3 separate regions of the Mus musculus genome follow, and all the other regions are linked to region 1. The links are chromatin contacts, called in public HiChIP or PLAC-seq maps. All regions are on one chromosome and are shown on one strand. The core of a region is the stretch at or near the end of the contact, and the rest is flanking DNA. Distances in the headings are between cores, read along the strand shown.

Region 1 (3,206 bases), core at 216-2,715:
CTCTTCCAAACCAAGGCGGCCTTGGGATGAAAACCCACCTGACAAGGCAGGGAGGGGGTGTAATGAGGAAAATCTGACCCACTGTAAATTCTGGCTAACGTCTAGACTCAAAACAGAGACCTCTGGCTACATCACCGAACGCCTCAACAAAAACTGCAGGAGGCACCCGAACTGGATTTCGCTTTCGATTCGGACAAAACGTCCGAACTGGCTGCATAACTGCGGGACAATAATTGTTTCGATGGGGGGGTGGGGCGGGATGAGGGTTGCGCACTTCCCGAACCCGAAATGACGATCCTATTCCCATCCCCTCCCAAATCCTGGGGAGCCCCATCTCGTAAAGCCTCAGTTCACAGTTAAAAGCACCCCGAAAAGTAGCGCCCCAACAACTTTCACGTCCCCGCCCCCTGCCCACCAGGCCCACTTGTCGCGCAGGCGCACTGGCCTGGTGGAGCGGCCCTGCCAGCCAGCCCTTACCATGTACCAGGTCCCCAGGATGATCGTCCCGGTGCGGACATGGCAACAGCCGCAGCACCGGGTGCTGTAGAACCGGTCGCTGCGGCTCCGTTTGAAAGTCATGGACACCATCCGGAACCTCGCGGGCCTCGTTCTCGCCCAGGCCCCTGACAAAAGCTTTCGGCCCAGCGGTTCAACCCAGACGACTCTACGACGGTGTCCACAGCCAAAGGACGCGTCTTCTGGCCCGCCCTCGGCCCGGGCCCTTGCCAACTCCTGTGCGCCTGCGCTCTGGGCGCCCGGCGCCGCTCTCGCGGGACGTCGGCTCGGAATCTCTCCCTCCGCCTTCTGCCACATACAGACCAACGAAGAGCGGAAGGCCGGGCTACCTGGCTTCTGATTGGAGAAGATGTGGAGATTGAAACAGATCACGCCCAATCAAAAGTTCAACTCTCTCCGGCGCTGTTTGACCGCGGTGCGCGTGGCTGGGCTCGCTGTCGGGGGCTGTAGGAATTGAGGGTAACTCGGTAATTCACCGTCTCCCAGACGAGCTCCGCAAGGAGGAGAAGGGTGAAACAAGACGGAGTTGGTGGCAGACAGCGGGCACGGAGATTTTTGGCGCTGTCTTTCGCCACGTTGTCTTTGTCACTGCGAGGCCCACGTGACGTATTCGTGCTCTATTGTTGGGCCTGTCGGGGCGTGCCTGCGGGAAGGGGCGTGGCTACCATTCTGGCGTGGCCCTCTAGGCTCAGACCAGAAAGGAGGGCTCGCAAGTAGGCTAAAGGATTGGATTTCTGTCCTTCCCCCATCTCTCTGAAGCCTACTTAGAGGGAGCCAATAAATACCACTGGACTCTGCCAAAGGCCAAGGGATTAAGGAAAATGACAGCATGATAAAGTGGAGAAACCGCTTAGCTGTTGAGTTTATACAGATAATAGTGATTTTTTTTTTCTTCTTGAAGAGAAAGATTGTGAAGGACATTGAAATAGGCCAGAAAAACAAGCAAAAAAAAAAAAAAAAAATAGAGAATGAGAGAGTGTGTCTTAAGTGAGAAACAAGCCACACTTTTCTGCATGCTCTGATGCCAGAGTGAGCCTCAACTTTCTGTGGGATGCTGGACATTTCTACAGCATGTTACACGAGACTCACTGACTCATACCTCTTCTCAGAGAAAGCCATTTGACATAAGTTGGGTGATTCAGTTATCATTTTTACTTCAACAATGGGTGCTTTATATTCACTCTATAGTTCCTTCTAACATCTTATGATCCTCATTAACTGAGTCAAGTTTTTGACTGAATTTATTTTGTATTTGTTTTAAGATTTGTGGCTATCAGCCGGGCTGTGGTGGCGCACGCCTTTAATCCCAGCACTTGGGAGGCAGAGGCAGGTGGATTTCTGAGTTCAAGGCCAGCCTGGGCTATGCAGAGAAACCCTGTCTCAAAAACAAACAAACAAACAAACAAGGCTTGTAGCTACCTTGAGAAGGAATGAAACTGTACCATAGTGTGCAGCTGTGGATAATAGGCATAATCAAATAAACACTGAATAATTTCAAAGAACCTCAAAAGTATTTTGGAAAGAGGAAGGGAAGAGATGTCAGGACAAAATCCATGCCTTTACCATAATTTAAGCCAGTAGACAATGCTAGAATTTTATTAATGAAAATATAGTATATATGAAGAGGTGGTAAGTGGGTAAAGTGCTTGCAAAGCAATCGTGAGGATTCATGGAAAACCAGACGCTGTGGCTTTACCTTTCTGTAAAACCCAGCTGTTACAGCCAGACAGATGTCTTGAGTGAGGAGACATCCCTGCAAGCTCTCTGGCCAGCTAGCCTAGTGTATGAGGAAGCAAATGAGGGGGATGCAGGATTTGTGGGTCTTTAAGGTTCCTAGAATATGTGTGTGAGTGAAAAAACGCTACATGTGTAGCAGTCGCTAGAGGAAGCCAGAAGCAGACATAAGATCCCCCTGGAGCTGAAATTGCAGGCTGCCTGATGTGGGTCCTGGGAACTGAACTCTAGGCATCTGAAAGAGCAGAAAACACTTGGTTTTTTAGAAGACTGTGTTTTATGTATATGAGTGTTTTGCCTACCATAATTGAAGCCAGTAGACAATGCTAGAAGTTTATTAATGAAAATATACTATATATGTCTGTTAAGAACATGGACTGGGCATAAGGAGATGGCTCAGTGGGTAAAGTGCCCACTGGAGGCCAGAAAAGGGTGTTGGATTCTCAGGAACTGTTGTTACGACTGGTTGTAAGCCTCCATGTTGGTACTCGGAACCAAACCCAGGTCCTCAAGTGTTCTTAACCACTGAGTTATCTTCCCAGCCCCTCTTTAATTCATAGTCTCAATTTCCCTTCCCCGTTCTTTCTCTTTTCCTTTCTATTTTTGTTTTATGACATGATCGCAACCTAGCCTCCAGCTCACTATGTAGCTTAGGATGCTCTTCAGTTTCTGACCCCCTTGCTTCTGTCTCCTGATCCCCTACCTACGTCTGTCACAAATCCAGGGTTTGTGCATGCTAGGTAAACTGTACCGAGCTACTTCTCCAACACTTACAATCTTATTTCTTGTTCAAAAAAATATTTATGCTTGGTGCCTGCCTTTCTCACTTTTCCCTTCGATCTGCCCTCTCCCCATGCTGTTGCTGTTAAACCTAGCCTTATAACCCTAAAAGCCTCTCATGGTTGAGCTTTGCCATACCTGACCTTTTTCTTACTTGATACTCCTGGGAATCTATT
Region 2 (3,352 bases), core at 838-3,337, 170 kb after region 1:
GGGAAGACACAGCTCACTGTGGGTGGGGCTAACACTCTAGGCAGGTGATTCTGGGTGTGTTAAAAAGGAAATTGAACAAACTGTGAAAGCAAAGGTTCCTGCTGCTCTGAGTTCTCGCTCTGATGTGACTGTGTTTAGGATGTGTAAGCCAAATAAACCCTTCCTTCCCAAGTTGCTTTTGGTTATAATTTATCTCAGCAATGGAGAACAAAGATAATTACTGAACAGTATTTCACCTTTAGGTTGGTTTGAATTTGTGGCAATTATGGATATGGTCACGTCAGCTCTCCATTCCTGTCAACAAATCACTAACAATACTTTGTAAGAATAGTTTGCAGCCATGACTGGCCCTGTTGCTTTCAAGCAGTAGAGATGTAACATGTCTTGGTGACACTGAGTGACAAAACTGCCTCCTTGCTGTAGTCAGGAGACAGAAGAAGGGAAGAACCTAGGATCCCACAATCCCCTTGGAAGGACAGCACACTTCCAGTAGGGTAAACCGCCCCCTCCCCCGCGGCTCCCTCGCCTGCCAATACTTTCACTATTGGGAGGATGCAGCTCCATGTGAGCCTTTGGGTGACAGTTCCGATGCAGTCTCTTAGAGCTGCTACAACCACTTCATGCCACCTTTTGATGGGGTCATGTGTTATGTATTCGGTGTGTGGAGGGGTAGATCCCAAGGAGTAGGACTGGGGGGTCCTATGGTAAGGCTCTTTAAATTCATGTACACGGAGGCATGTGTGCTGCTCCGGTACTGAACTTCATGCTGTCAGACTGACACCCTGAGTGTGAGGCAGCCAGGAGAGGAGGAAATACAAGGAATGGAACGGGAGGGATGTCACTGCCCTCCCAAAGTGCCTTTCATTCTGAAGCAGCTGCTTCCCTGGGAAAACACCTGATTGAGGTGTGAGCTGGGAGGGGACGTTATGATTTGGAGGGAAATGTATGGCAAAATCACAAGCCAGGATGCTAAGAGCAGCTCTAGGTTCTGGAGGTTGGTGTCTGCTGGAAAGATCAGAATCTCTCAGCTAGAACAGACCAAAGAGTAGGTACCACCTGGCCAAATTCCTGCTTAGAACTTTAGCCATACTGGATTTAGGGCACAGAGTGACTTCACTACAAAGACCTGTTACCAAGTTAGGTTGCATTTACAGGTTCCGGGTGGCCATAAACTGGTGAGACCCAATATTCAAACAGGTACACCACTGATCATGATGCAGACTTAGACAAACAAAATGCATTTTTGTTTTATATAGTCATGGGACTATAGGAGTCAGGGAATAGAATGTGGTTTCAATGACAAATGCCACCCCCACCCGTTTTCTAGCATTTGAATGCTTGCTTGGTTCTCAGTTCATGTCTGTTTGGGGAACCTTAGGTATGTCCTTGCTGTAGGAAGTATGTCAGTGGGGACGGCTGTTTGAGAGCTTAAAGACTTTTCTGCTTGCTCCCCGTTTTGGGTTCTGAGATGAGAGCTCCCAACTGTTTCTGCCACCATGCCTGGTGCTTCCTGCCATGCTTCCTAGCTGTGAAGGTGACAGACTCTTAACCCACTGGGTACATTCGGCCCAAAGAAACCCTTCCTTGTCGCCCTGATCACTGTTCTCACAGCCACAGCAGTGGCTATCTTTAGAGAGCCCTAGGCACACTTCCAGAACGCTAGAAAACTACATTGACTTGCCAGCATGTTCAGGAATTACTGCAGCATGTGCTTCATACAGCAGAGGTAAGACTACTGGCATTTCTTTTCTGAGAAAGGCTGATTGGCAGGATACCTCCACACAGACACAGGCAGACAGACAGACAGACACCTATTGGACTTCTGTTCCCATCAAGTCCAGAGATACTAGGAAGGAGTGGTTTATGCCAGTGGGCAAATTTTCCTTATTTCCACTTTCCTTGCTATAAAGCTAAATTACCAGTTCTTCTGAATTACTGTGGCTTCCTTTGGGCAAACCCAATTTTGATGGTACATGCTCAGACTTACCAATTGGCTGAGCTAGCACAACAAATATATGTATGTGTACCATGTGGGTGTGGGTGCTCAGGGAAGTCAGGGGGCATTGGAACTGGAGTTTCAGGAGGTCATAAGCCACCTAGGGTAGATAATGAAAACTGAACTGACCGGTCAGAGCACCAAGCACTCTTCATCAGCTGGCTCTTTAACAGCAAAACTGCCAGGTTCCTACTATAACTAGGAAGCCTGCCTCTTAGATGTGCTCCTGTGTTGCTGGAGATGACCAAAGGCCAGATCGATGTTGGTCCAAGAGTTGCACATCACTGAACTGTTATCCCTAACTCATGCTGACCATTTAAACTTAAAACCTATGTATAGAATCTACAAGACATTTAGGACTTAGAAAGTAGTTGGGCCTTTAACTTAAAGACCAAAGGACAGACCTCTACTTCCTTCTGTACCACACCTTGAACACTGCAGCCTCTCATCCTCCTGACTTCTAGGTCTAGAGCACCAGACTCATTCCAGAAGCCTTACCCCAGGCCTGGGCGAGTTGTGGAGGAAGAGCAGACAATGAACAGTGTTCCTCTGAGTTCCTTACCCTCTCTGCTCAAACAAACAAACAAACAACATCCTGAGGACAGAGATGACTCAGGCCCTTTCTTGGGCATGATAATTCCAAGAGTTTCACCTTTCCCAAAAAACTGCTTTCATAGCAATGATCAAACCAAGATAAAACTAAACAACTGAAGTCAGAGAAAGATAAGCAATATTGGATTATGGTGTTTCCTTTTCCCACCTACGGAAGGAACAAAAACTTAAGAGTGGCACATGCCTTTAATTCTAGCACTAGAGGGGCTCTATGAAGCCAACTTGGTTTACAGAGAGTTCCATGACAGCCAAGAGCTATACAGTGAAAACTCTGTCTTGAAAAATCAAAACCTTCCACAAACAAACAGACAACAACAACAACAACAAAAAACAACACACACACACAAAACCCGACTAATAATCATAAAAGAATCAAACTCCGGGGCTGCAGCGATGGTTCAGCAAGTAAGGCCCTGAATTCAACTCCCAGCAACCACATGGGGGCTCACAACAATCTGTAATGTGATCTGATGCCCTCTTCTGCCATGCAGATCTACGTGCAGACGGAACACTCATATACATAAAACACCTAAGTAAATCTTTAGTTCACTAGGGCACCCAGGCTGTTGACAGCCAAAGTCTGGAAATAGTAAGGTAAGTCTTAAACTCAGGTTTGAACCCAATATACATTTTCCTAGAACAGTCCCAAGTTTATGCAGAAAGCAAGCCACACGTGTGTGTGTGTGTGCGTGCGTGCGTGCGTGCGTGCGTGTGTGCGTGTGTGTGTGTGTGTGTGTGTGAAGT
Region 3 (3,263 bases), core at 713-3,212, 190 kb after region 1:
GCTCCCATAAAATGAATTAGACTGCAGGTTAGTGCTTGGTTGCTGCTGCTGCTGCTGCTGCTGTGGTGGCTGAGTGCCAATTGGCCGAAACAGACCATTTGTGCTGCCTGTAAGACTATTTGCAGTTCCTCCAGCTGCTGCTGCTGCTGCTGCTGTAAAATAATTTCAGAAACTTCTTGAAACTACTCAGAAAAGTACCTAAAATCTCTAAAAATGTCAGTCATGCTTACCAGCTTGTGCTGCTGTTGAACTTATTAAGACAGGTGTTGGAGCCATTAATCGTACTGGAGCTCCAAGGCCAGTTCTTGCTCCGGGGCCAACCACTAAGGCACCAGTCTGATCATAATAGGCAGTTGGAGCTAGTACTTGATAGCCTAGATAACATTAAAATGAGTATTTATTAATGAAAACACTTTACAACATAAAACATGAATACTTTCCCTTATATTCGTGTTTAGTCAATGATTTCACATTATTACTACTAAACCTCTGAATACAGATGGAAAAACCACATCTGAGGTATTTTAAAAATGTGTTTATCAGTCATGTCTTTTACTTACAGATTATGAAAAGAATTATTTTCTTAAAACAGAAGCTATAGGCTTCCAAGAACTAAGTAATAGAAAAATATCACCATTTGGTCAGTTATGAAGAGACAGGCTAGAAAGACTAGAGGAAGTAAATTAGAACACAATTTAAAAAAAAGGCTTGTCTAAATTTTAGAGCAAGTACATTATCAATAAATTCACTTAGAATTTCACTTGTAAGCATCACTTTAAAATCTTAAAATATGAGGGTTAGAAAAATGGCTCAGAGGCTAGGAGCACTTGGTTTTCCTGCAAAGGACACAAGTTCAGTTTCCACTACATACATGGCAGCTTATGACCAATTTCAAGGGGTCAAGCATATAGAGTCAGGCAAAAATACCCATACACAGAAAATAAAACATATCTTACTTTTATTTAGTTTTTCAAGACAAGGTTTCTCTGTGTAATGCTGGCTGTCCTGGAACTTGCTTCTTGGCCTCTGCCTCCCGAGTGTTGGCATTTTTTTAAAAAAGGGTCTGTGAGACAGATCCAGCCTGGTCTTCATAGTGGGAGCCAGGTCAGCTACAGCTACACAGTGAAACCCTGTTTCAAACCCCTCCCCAAAAGTTTAAAAAATTTTAAAAATATAATCTGAGAAGACAACTTAGGATCACTAAGAGTCAACCTGTAAAGACTCTCACAGAGGCCTTAGTTTTATTGTAGGTTTGTGTATGAGGTAGATGACATTTTTACATTTATAAAAAACACCAGAAAATGCAGTTTACTTCTAAGCAGTTCTTTCTCAAGAGAATTTCTCCTCTGAATCAAAACTACACAAATGACATTTGACATTTTCCCAAGGGCCATACATTAAAAGTACTGCTCCAAAGGCACAGAAGACAATTTAACTGTGAGTAACAGCTATTTTGGGGCAATAGGGTTTTAACTCTCTCCTGGAGCTCAGGTTGAGAAGGTTCGCCTTTCACAGTGACAAGAGCTTGACAACTGACTTCCTTCAAGGGGGGGGGAGGGGACGACACTGGGTCAAAATCTCCTCTGACTATTTCTCAGAGTGTGTCTCCCTGCCAGATGTTTCACCTTCTAATTCAGCCTCAGATTATTGGCCACCAGCTTTTAGGAACTAAGGAGAGGTAACTAGCCATATGGCAGATAACGAATAGTCTAAACATTAAATAAGCTACAAACTACTGGGAACAAGCCTAGCTATTTAGGCACTTTTTAATAAATAATAAGCCTCTGAGTCATTATTCAGGAACTGAGATATGGGTGGAAAAGCCCAAAGTTACAAATGGCACCCATCATTGTTGTATTCCAAACTTAGCTAAAAATCCCAACTTAGAACAAAAGATCCAGGTATGCCCCTGGTGGAAAGGCAGGGAACAATCACCTCTTAGAGCAGTTCCCAGCCAGGCAGAAGATATTCTTTTTAAGAGAGACTCAACCAGAGCCTTAGTACATTTCCCAGGTGACAGAGGGACTGAGCAACCTGGGCCCGTGAGAAATCAGTGTGTGAAGCCTGCAATGGCCTGGAGCCAGAAGAGGCACAGGCCACCTTTTCAGAGTGGGTAGAAGTCATATGTGGGCCCTCAGGAAAATCCTGCTGGTCCCTCCAGGGGAGAGAAGGACCAACAGGAGGGGCAGAGCCAGCAGCCTGTGCAATGTGGCAGAGAGTAGCTAAATGTCAGAGACATGGCAGATGCCAGCTACAGACACTGCAGACAACGGGAAAAGCTAAAACAAACAAACAAACAAACAACAGACTTGGTAAGATATTTGGGAAGTCCTTAAGGAGAAAGTTAGAGATTAAAAAGAAAAATATTTTGTGTTAAAAAAAATGAAAAACATGACACAATGCATCTGAGTCCCATATGACTTTGTTTCACATATCAATGTACAAATAATTATTTTTTCAGAAACAACAACAATTTTAGATGTCCCTTTAAAAAGATATCAGAATAAAGCAGACTTAGAAAGGGAAAGGACTAAGGAATGGATAATGAGATTAAAGGATTCTTTAGATCAGAATCAGGAATCCTCAGTGCATTCTTATGTTGTCTACAACAACAGCATAAGGGGAGTTCCAGATGAGAAAAATCCACAAAGGCTTGAGGAAAATATACTGAGTTAAAAATACAGATTCTGTTTAATGAAGTCACCTTAGAACAATGTCATACAATACTTTGTTTCATTTTGTAGAATTTGAAAATGTAAAATATTTACATGTATTAATACATCATATAGTTGATGCCAAATTCAGAATTCCAAGGGGCTTCTGCCTTGAGTTTTAAAAAGAAATAATTCTAAGATTGCACATTTATTAGAGATGGTGGCTATACCTTTACAGACTGAAGCTGATGATGCTTTGACATATGTATCCAATAAAATAGAACAGTTTTTTAAAATATTATAGGGTAAAACATATACATCTTACAAATATACCTTACAAATGTACAGGTTAAACAACTGTAAAAAGATCTAACTATGCTTTAAAGGAAATACAGGACAGAAAGGGGATATGGGATCTCTCAGAGATAGATTAAATACTTTATCCACTTTATTTTTTAAAGATCAATTAAGACATAACATAGCTGCTGAAATACACTGAAAGAACTGTTAGATCAGCCTATGTATGTGAAAACCTCAGAATGAAAAGAAAGGAATGTGTTGCATTGAGGAAGAGGTTTTGCCTGTTTCAATAGGGAAAAAAAAAGCTGT

What was found. HiChIP or PLAC-seq counts read pairs in DNA pulled down with a chosen protein or histone mark.
Region 2: a contact with region 1 is called in an H3K27ac HiChIP or PLAC-seq map of trophoblast stem cells, with 13 read pairs. The contact joins the enhancer-like site here to the promoter of Laptm4a in region 1. A contact is called at or near these places in 15 of 39 promoter capture datasets (the 3T3-L1 cell line, 3T3-L1-derived adipocytes, the C10 cell line and 9 more), 36 of 484 Hi-C or Micro-C datasets (the AtT-20 cell line, CD8 T cells, the G1E-ER4 cell line and 25 more), 23 of 115 datasets of contacts at active chromatin or transcription factors (the NIH/3T3 cell line, the SCID.adh cell line, T-cell acute lymphoblastic leukemia and 15 more) and 4 of 9 other capture datasets (adipose tissue, embryonic stem cells, liver and 1 more).
Region 3: a contact with region 1 is called in an H3K27ac HiChIP or PLAC-seq map of trophoblast stem cells, with 15 read pairs. The contact joins the enhancer-like site here to the promoter of Laptm4a in region 1. A contact is called at or near these places in 5 of 39 promoter capture datasets (the C10 cell line, cranial neural crest, macrophages and 2 more), 2 of 484 Hi-C or Micro-C datasets (the G1E-ER4 cell line and cortical neurons), 10 of 115 datasets of contacts at active chromatin or transcription factors (the SCID.adh cell line, T-cell acute lymphoblastic leukemia, bone marrow-derived macrophages and 7 more) and 4 of 9 other capture datasets (adipose tissue, embryonic stem cells, liver and 1 more).

What each region holds. Positions count from the first base shown.
Region 1 is chr12:8,919,566-8,922,771 of GRCm38.p6, reverse strand. It overlaps Laptm4a (lysosomal-associated protein transmembrane 4A), which reads right to left and starts at 1,465. Exons shown (of 7, transcript NM_008640.2): 1 at 478-1,465. The coding sequence starts at 813.
Region 2 is chr12:8,752,601-8,755,952 of GRCm38.p6, reverse strand. No RefSeq gene overlaps it. Among named protein-coding and RNA genes, the nearest start is that of Gm4755, 17 kb to the left of the region's middle. Within about 2 kb of position 2,087, at least 9 of the 459 cell types and tissues checked have an H3K27ac peak or open chromatin away from gene starts, as enhancers often do. A contact at or near this core is called in trophoblast stem cells, where this site is marked.
Region 3 is chr12:8,725,745-8,729,007 of GRCm38.p6, reverse strand. It overlaps Pum2 (pumilio RNA-binding family member 2), which reads right to left. Exons shown (of 21, transcript NM_001160220.1): 11 at 231-374; 12 at 1-152. Among named protein-coding and RNA genes, the nearest start is that of Gm4755, 44 kb to the left of the region's middle. Within about 2 kb of position 1,962, at least 10 of the 459 cell types and tissues checked have an H3K27ac peak or open chromatin away from gene starts, as enhancers often do. A contact at or near this core is called in trophoblast stem cells, where this site is marked.